2 separate regions of the Columba livia genome follow, and region 1 is linked to region 2. Evidence: chromatin contacts called from public Hi-C data. All regions are on one chromosome and are shown on one strand. Each heading gives the region's core, a stretch centred on a gene start, on an enhancer-like site or on the middle of the called end of the contact. The rest is flanking DNA. Distances are from core to core; before and after follow the strand shown. Region 1 holds the start of CCNL1 (cyclin L1). Region 2 overlaps TIPARP (TCDD inducible poly(ADP-ribose) polymerase).

Region 1 (3,981 bases), core at 223-2,722, 120 kb after region 2:
ACTCAATTACAAACTCCTTGCTGAAGTGCGGCCATTAAATCTGCAGACACTGTAGACCAAACCGTTTTGTGTTTTTTTCCAGATACTTTCTAAAATCGGTTTTTTTTTTCCTAAAAGGCAATACTATCATTGCTGGGTAAAAGCCAGTTTTCATCTTTTGTAACTGATACTTTCTTGGCACCATAACCACGACTGGACAGCTACATACTAACAAGAAAAAAAGCATTAAAGCTACTGAACATGGTGCAAAGCCTGGAGAACACACAACAACCCACTAATTCACCACTCATGCCTAAGACTACCTTTCAAGAACTACAAGACATTAAGAATCAGTTAGCAATGGACCTAGAACTACAGCCATGGACCTAAAACTAGGATCAATACTCATGACTTGTAGCTATAGAAATAATGGAAACAGGTCTATCAAGTCACCAAAAGCAACGGCAGGACTGCACTGCCTAGGCAACAGCCAAAGAGCTCTCCTTTCTCAAGTCTAGGTCGTTGAACTTAGCCTGGAAAAATACTGTGAATTGAAAATTGCAGCATACATTAGTGACAACTTTTTTTATGTTCGTAACGAAGCTAATCTTACCTTTTTGCTCTTAGCTGACGCAAGTGATGAAACACATTGATCACGTCCCTTATACGTCGAGGCGCCTCTTCGATTTTGGATGCGAGATTGATGCAGGCCATGGCAACAATCTGAAAGAAAGCCCCGTTTTCATGAAAAAAAAATCATTTTTAATCCAGATAAAACCAGAATTACGCATCTAAAAAAATATTAAAACACATGGCTTAAAGGGCCGAAGAGAGCAGCCTGTCTGACGAGCGCTTGGCCAAATTCACCCCTCGCCCAGCACCTGGTGCGCTCGTCCCCCACTCCCCGCTCCGCCCTCACCTCGAAGCTGTGCTTGACGAAGGACTTCGAGTAGAAGAACCGATGAAACAGCACCTGCCCCGTTGCCATCGCCACCTATGAGGGCAAAGAGGAGAGGAAGAGTCAGCCAGTCAGTCACGGGCCCAACCGCCGCCGCCGCCATTTTGTGTGAGGCGCCCGCCGCCCCCCCGCCCTTCCCGCCGCGCCACAATGGCGGCTCCTTCCTCCCCTCCCTCCCTTCCCCCCGCCCGGCCCGGCCGCCCCGGGGCGCGGCCCCACCTGCGGCAGGCGGAGAAGGATCCCGGCCGCCTGGATGAGCTCGCAGCCCAGAATGCGCAGGTCGGTCTCGCACTGCAGGTCCAGGCCGTCTTGCATGGAAGGAGTCGGCGAGAGGCGCTCCTCGGGGATCAGCGAGTGGTCGATGGTCAGCGACACCTCCGAGTAGAGCCGGTCGCCGATAAGAATTCCCGGGGCGGTGGGCGGCGGCGGGGCGGGAGCGGCGGCGGGAGCGGCGGCGGGGGGGGCCGGGTGCGCGGCGGCGGCGGCGGAGGCCATGATGGCGGAGCGGTCCGCACCCGCAGCCGGCCACGCACAGACTAGCGCGGCCCGGCGCGGTGACGCAGCACACAACGGCGTCCGCGCGCGGCACGCCGGGAAAAAAGAGTCCGCGGCGCCGGGCCCGCCCCGAGCGCTTCCGGCCCGGCCGTGCGGGAGCCGAGCGGGGCTGGGCGGACAGCGGCCGTGCGGTCCGGATGGGGCTCCGCTTCGCTCTTTCTTACAGCGGGTTCCGCGGCGAAAGGTTTCTAAACGGTGACAAATAACGAATTGCGCGGTGCGCTTCACCGCAGCGGAGGTTAAACTCGGTTTTAAAGGGGCCGGGTGGCTGGTGGCCGGGCTGCACGAGGGGGTTTGGTGCTTCCAGTTGAAGAGAAGCTGCTAAATTAATGTACACTGTGATTAAGTTATAAAAGATGTACCCATCATTAACCAATCGATGTGATCAATGCTTTCTGACCACCTGCAAAAACAGGGGGTACTTCCCAAGTTTGGATTCTACTGCACAAGAGGGAGACAAGATGAAGTTTAGAAGCAGAGTGCTTAGCTTATATTTAACTAATAATAGATGTAAGTAAGAAATGAAACAGTTATAACTAACATTATCATTTCTTAGTATAGATATATGTCAACATTTTCAAAAGTCGTAATGCATATGTAATAATTACGGCAATATAACCAACGCAAGAGCATCGAGCCTCTGAAGCGCTAATGGAGGATGATCCCCAGGGCTGATAAAATAAAGAATACCGCTTAGCAGTTTAATTGACTCTGCTGTTAAGTTTATTTCTTCATTTTACAATGTATTACACATGAAAAAAAGAACAAATCCATGAAGTAGTGTGAGAAGGTCCCAGGGCAGCTGTGGGATCCCACGGGAACAGCTCGTGGGGCCAATTCCGGAGCCTTTTCTCCCATTTCGCTGCTCCCGCCAGCCTGACATTGGGGGTACACACGCCATGACCTACACTCATAATTGAGTTTTATTGGCTAGAAATGGGTTGTTTTTACAAGCTGCCACTTGGGTTACATCCCCTAAGGCTGTTCAGCGGCCCCGCTGGTTTCTGGTGACAGAAATGCCACAAATGGCATCTTTATTTCCAGTAAAAGAGCGTTTGCAACGGGAAGCAGCCCTCCTCCAGTGGGTAGGGCGTTGTTACGGTTGCGTTTCCATCGCAATCCTATGCGCTCCTTAAAAAGAAATAAATAAAAGGGTTATTCTGAGTAAACACTGATCACCAACCCGCCGCTGGTTGCATCACTTCACGGAAACCGCACTCCACCGTCTCCCTCCGCGGCGACACGCCCAGGCCGGGACTAACTTGCCGGGGCCGTAACTGTCTGCGAAAGGAAGGCAAACCCCGCCCCCGCGGGCGGCTTCGGAGCCTGATTGGCTCGCTCGGCCTGAGTGGCAGGAGGCCCCCCCGCGGCTCCTCCGCCATGTTGTGAGGGGGCGCGGGGGGTGTCCCCTCACGGCCCGTGTCCTCGGGTGTCCCCGGCGGCCGCTCCCCCCAGCCGCGGGGCATCTTAAGGAATTATAGAACTCATAGTTTAGGAGAATATTAAGGCAGCAACCTTTAAAGATTAACCAACCTTGTAACCACAGAATCTTTGTGTAAGCAGACCTTGTAACCACAGTACCCTTGTACTTGGTAATCATACCCTATTCTTGAAATTGACAGAGATTTACGACATATTCTTTTAAAATAGGTAACTGAGAGGTAACCGTGAAACATACAAATGTGGCTTAGCATTGCTTAAACCGATAGCTTGTGTTAGGTGTGGAATACGATAATGGCTGTCAAGAATTGCAATGACAATAGGAGCCATGTATGAGCCTGTGGAGTGACACCCCCGGTCTGGCCCCCGCACTGAATAAGAAATGCTACTTTTAAATCAGGAAGTATATTTTATTTATTGCCTTGGTTAAGGATGAGCAAACCTGGTGGGAGCGAAGGGTTCGCAGGGCGCACGGTTGGTGAACCCCATGGAATGGGGCCAGGTTGCAGGATAATCATTAATTGAGCAGAGGGTCAGAGTCGTTAGCTGCTGCCAGGCTTTGCTGAGCTAAGCCTAAGATAAAACCATTTGTAGAGAGATAGAAAACCAAGGTTTTTAATCGGGGACAAGACAAACTAGTGCAGAAGCCCAGTCTGGCAGGCTTGCGGAGGAAACCCTCGCTGAAGGAGGCTGGTTACAGCACCTGGTTTCGTGTCGTGGACACAGTGATTAGTCAAACATTCCTGGTTTTACAAACAGTGGCTTTTAGAAAGATCACTAAGTCTGCACAATGTTTGCTTTTTAGTGCTGTTTTCCATTTATAGTTTGGGGTTTGAGAGCCAGACTGTAACTATCACTTTTCTATTTAATTAGGTAGTGCTGGACCTGCAGGTTCATGACTCAGCAGGGATTCAGAGTTAACGTGGTCACACTGTTCCGGTCCTTCCACAAGCTCCCATCCAGTTACTGAGATTTTAAAAACAATTTTACATAGAATAAAGCAAGCCCAGCACCGAGACGGATCATCGCTGGCCCTTTAGAAACCTCCA
Region 2 (4,482 bases), core at 1,005-3,504:
ACTTCCTTTTGCCCTTATTTAATTGTTCAGTTTTAGCTGAGCCCATTTCACTTCACATGTGAAGGCCTCTCTCTGTTTTTTTTAACTTGAGTAATTCACTGAAACTGAGAACATTTCCTAGTACTGTCAGTACAGCCTAGAGTTGGTGACTGAGACTTGCCTTGCAGCTGTCTATTGCAATTCTTGAGGGAAATTGTGTATTTCCTCATTCTGGCTAGAAGAAATCTGAACAGATTTCTTTGTGTTTCCTCTTACACTCTTCCCATCCTCCCCAAAACTTATTAGTTGAGAAATAAATTCCATCATTTTGAAAACTGCTCGGTTTTCATATTCACATCTAAATTCAAACTAACTTTCTCAATGGCATTTGTTCCAGAGTCAGTGGACTAAACTATATCCAAGAATTAAATTACAGCAGAGCAAAAGTTTCACTACAGTTAAGATGGAAAAACCCCTCTTTGTTCAAAATTGAGCTTTTCTATTGCTCTGAAATCCCCCTGTTTACTTGGAGGTATTGAAATTTGTCATGCAGTGAGGGATTAGTGTTCTGAGTTTTGAATCAGCTGATTTGGGATTGTTGAAATAAAAGAAAAAAAACCTTTGAATAAACATGCATGACGCTCATCAGCTGAGCAGCTTCTGCTGTCTTTGTGAGAACAAGGCGGATGAGAAGCTTTCCAGTTCTTCTGAGCACTGTGCTTTTTTTGAAACGTTCTGTGATGTCGGAGGTTTAAAATTGGAGGCATAATCTGACTATTATTTATCAGTTCGCATTCACATTCTGACATTACGTTGTGACAACACTGCATTGAAAGATTGGATTGCTATGCTCACCTTTCATTTCTAAAAGCTGGAAATTGCTGGATTTCTGTGTCACTGTATCTGAAGGGAGCTCAGGGTAGCATATGTGACCCATTTTTGGTGTCTGGAAATGGTTTCATCTGCTCTGGTTTCCTCCTTTAGCATTTTTAAAGTTGTGGTTGGTAGGTTCTTCTGCATGTAGACCAAATGAATGAAATCATGTCTGTAAATAGTATCCCAGGGGACTGGTTTGTGCAGCATTTATCCCAGATAGAGCATGGAACTGACCACACTTTTAGAAAGCAATATCAAATGCAATATTTGCAAAATAACTAAACTCTACAATTAAGAATGAACGTAATATGCAGCAGTTGGGGCATCTGTTTCTCAACAGGTGTGGTTCCTGTGTGGCTTTGGGATCTGCAGGCACATCCCGCAGATAATCCAAATAAAAGCCTTTGAAAGCGAGAAATGCAAAATTATGGTGGTTTTATTTCATCCTTTTGCATATCTTTTTATTCTGATCAAGTACACAATCCCCTGGTTTGGGTCCAGTGTAGGTTTGTGCAGACTGGTGCTGCACATGTGTGCTCTGCAGCCTGGTAGGATCTGAGGATTGAGCCATTTGTTGTGTGGAGGCCACTGGGGAACTGTAACGTTCTCCTGCTCAGGACTCTTGAGGGATGTGCCACCTCTCACCGAGGTACCGTGAGCTTTCAGACAGGTCACACTGGATTTTTGTGATGTGGTGGAGAAATAGAGGGTGAAAGTAAGTCTCGGGTCTTATAAGCAGTTCACATGTAGTCCCCACAGCAGGGCTGTATCGGGTGATCTGCAGTGGGGTTACACTGGTCCAGTTCAGGTCTGAGTCCCTGGTAGTGGGAGGGGGTCAGCCAGATGGGGTTTCTGGGTCTGAAATGTGTCATCCCGGCACCCACCCGCCCTCTGCTGCTTCAGCCGTTCGCATTGCAGGAGGATCTCATGGAGGTTGGTGTCACTTCCCACCTGTGAGTTATCTCGGGGTTTCCCATTCCTGCAGCCTTGAGTTGGGCAAAAGTCTTGTGGATCTTGGCCTTAGGAGAATTTCAGCCTGTAGCTTGTAGACAGAAGAGTTGGCCAGCCAAGTGCTGATGGCTTCTAAAATGCAAATAACCAAAGTAAGGATGAACTAGAAACTCAAGTATCATGTGAAGAATGTTTGGATGAGTGAAGAAAGGGAGTTATTTCTGACTGCTTCATCTTCTGAACGGTTATTTGTAATCATACGTACCACAACCTGGCCTTGAACATGACAAATGTTTGAACTCATTGTGGTAATACCCATTTAGCTGTAGTGGTCGGTACAGAATGAAGTACACAGGAGTCCTCTCCAGCCAGTGGTAGAACTTCAGGTAATGGTTGAGCTCAGGTATAGGTAATGAAAAGGCTGGAGATAAGAAATCTGATTAATACTGATACAGAGGATTCTGTGAGAGTCAGGCGGGGTACAGCAGTGCAAGCACTGAGAAGGGCATCACTTCCCAGCTGGAACAGAGCGTTCTCGCAGGATCTGTCTCGATGTAAAGCCCATATTATGGGAAAATAGTTCAGAACTCCTGCGGCACAGCTGCGCGGAGCTGCTCTTGGCAGCAGCGTGTTATAGCTGCGTGCCTGCGGTCGTGTTGAGCGTGGTGCAGATTTGAGCTGGCTCTGCGCTGAATTGATCCAGGTTCATTGACTTCACGCCATATTGGTATGGATTGGAGATGAATTCATCCATAGAAAACAGAATTAGCGTTGTGTTTTCTAGCTAGCCGATCATGGCTAGACTCAACCTACAGCTATATGTTAAAGGGAATTCTTCCAAGTTAGGTTTTTTCCCTTATTTAAAAAACCTTAGAAAAGATAAAAGGAAAAAAATCTTGAACCGAATGAATACAGCAAGGCAGCATCATCTGCCCTTCTGTAATGCTGACTTCAGCAACACACAGATTGCTGGATTCTAGAAATAAAGCATGTCTAGTGTACTCCCACAAAATAACTCATAAAGAAATAATCTTTCAAATGCATATTCTCACACTAAAATGTAAAGCGTCTCCTACTCATAGTGACTTAAGGCTATTTCACACAAAGAACATCTGCTGAACGTAGCAATCATTTTGCCATTTTCTGCAGGATATTATCTAACGCTCTGGTTTTATTTATGTGTTCTGCAGACTGTATCCATCCAGCTGCTCACAATATCGACAGTGGGGAGGCTTTGGGAGTCAACACAGACACACTGTGCCCTGCAGTACCGGTGGAAGACATGCGGGATTTCTAAGGCAACGGCTGCGTCTCTTCTGGTTGGTTGCTTACATACGTATTAGGCTAAACGAAGGACTCATCCCACTTTCTTCCAGATGGTTTTGTATCATTAGTGAGGGTTAGAACTTTCCAGTGTTGCTACAGCTGATCTGGAACTTTGTGTGTCCCTTGAATGCATGTGATATGTTTGTGAATAATTTCCATTATTATTGCCATTTCCACGAGGCACAATTAAATTTGATGATTTGAACATGAACAGTATTTCCCAAGCTTCAAATTTTTGTTCTTCATCTCCTGCATTTTAGAGGAAATGTTTTGTCGGATTTAGTGTTAACTTCTTCTAGTCATTTGTTTTTAATTTAAGATGTGAATCAGTTGCTGTTTTCCTCTTGCTGTTTGAGTCATTTAGAGCTTGGAAGAAAGAGCTGTCAAATTTATAATACCTCTGCCTTTTATATTGTAAGGATTGACCTTTTCAAGGGATATCTACAGAGATCTTCATTCACACCTTCAGTTTTTCGAAGGTGTTGCAGATCTTTGTAGAATCAGTGTTTTACTGGGTAACTGAAGCTGTGATTAAGGTTTGCTGTAGTGAGCAGCTCTTGGCTGTTTTTTTCAGATGTCAAATACCATGGTACTGTTACCTTCCAGGGGTCCCTTTATAATTGGTTGGAATTTTTGGTTGAAGAATGGACATAATTTGCATGTAGGTAGTAAACTACCTATGTGTTAGATAGCACTAGCTGTTAATTTTAGAGCTGTTTAAATTTTAGTTGGCCAACGCTGCCTTATAAAGGAACATTCCCGTTCTGTTTAGTTTAAGTACGAGTCAGCCTAAAGGACCAAAACCACAGCACTGCCATCCACGTGTTACTATTTACCTTCTCATGGGATCCATGTGTTCCAGAGTCATCAGCACTTTAGAGTTAACCTTCAAAAAAATCTGTAAAATGACATGGTGTTATATTAATGAGTTTGAATTGCTCATATTAGTTACAGACGCATGGCAGTTGTTGCCTTGGCCTTCGCTAAATCCACATGGCTTGTACTGATTTAAGAGACTTCCACGAGAGGGTGCACCAGTTCAACAAAATGCCATGTAAACCGAACGAGCCTGTCCCCATTGTGGGCATATTTTCTATCATTTTATGTATTAACTCATGTATCTAAATCAACTTCAGAATTGGATGGAGGCTTTAATCAGTTTAATGTTCCTGAGGCTTTAATCAGTTTAATGTCCCTGAGGTCTCTCCAGCCTGTGACAGGTACATGAATAGACAGATACACGATATTTTGCAGGTAAGCAAGGCAGGACGTTGAATTTTGAAGAAGAGGCGCTGTTTGCAGAAGCCGGTTACCCTGATGAAGGGCTGTCTGCAGACTCCACTCACAACA

The links. Hi-C and Micro-C count contacts between places; a contact is called where the count stands out from the background.
Region 1: a contact with region 2 is called in a Hi-C map of liver, with 5 times the contacts expected there. The contact joins the promoter of CCNL1 here to the enhancer-like site in region 2. A contact is called at or near these places in 2 of 2 Hi-C or Micro-C datasets (crop and liver).

What each region holds. Positions count from the first base shown.
Region 1 is chr9:1,445,476-1,449,456 of bColLiv1.pat.W.v2, forward strand. CCNL1 (cyclin L1) reads right to left here and starts at 1,473. Exons shown (of 11, transcript XM_065073412.1): 1 at 1,157-1,473; 2 at 899-973; 3 at 593-702. The coding sequence starts at 1,432.
Region 2 is chr9:1,321,882-1,326,363 of bColLiv1.pat.W.v2, forward strand. It overlaps TIPARP (TCDD inducible poly(ADP-ribose) polymerase), which reads left to right. Exons shown (of 11, transcript XM_065073386.1): 3 at 2,997-3,125. Among named protein-coding and RNA genes, the nearest start is that of TIPARP, 7.5 kb to the left of the region's middle. Within about 2 kb of position 2,255, at least 1 of the 3 cell types and tissues checked has an H3K27ac peak away from gene starts, as active enhancers do.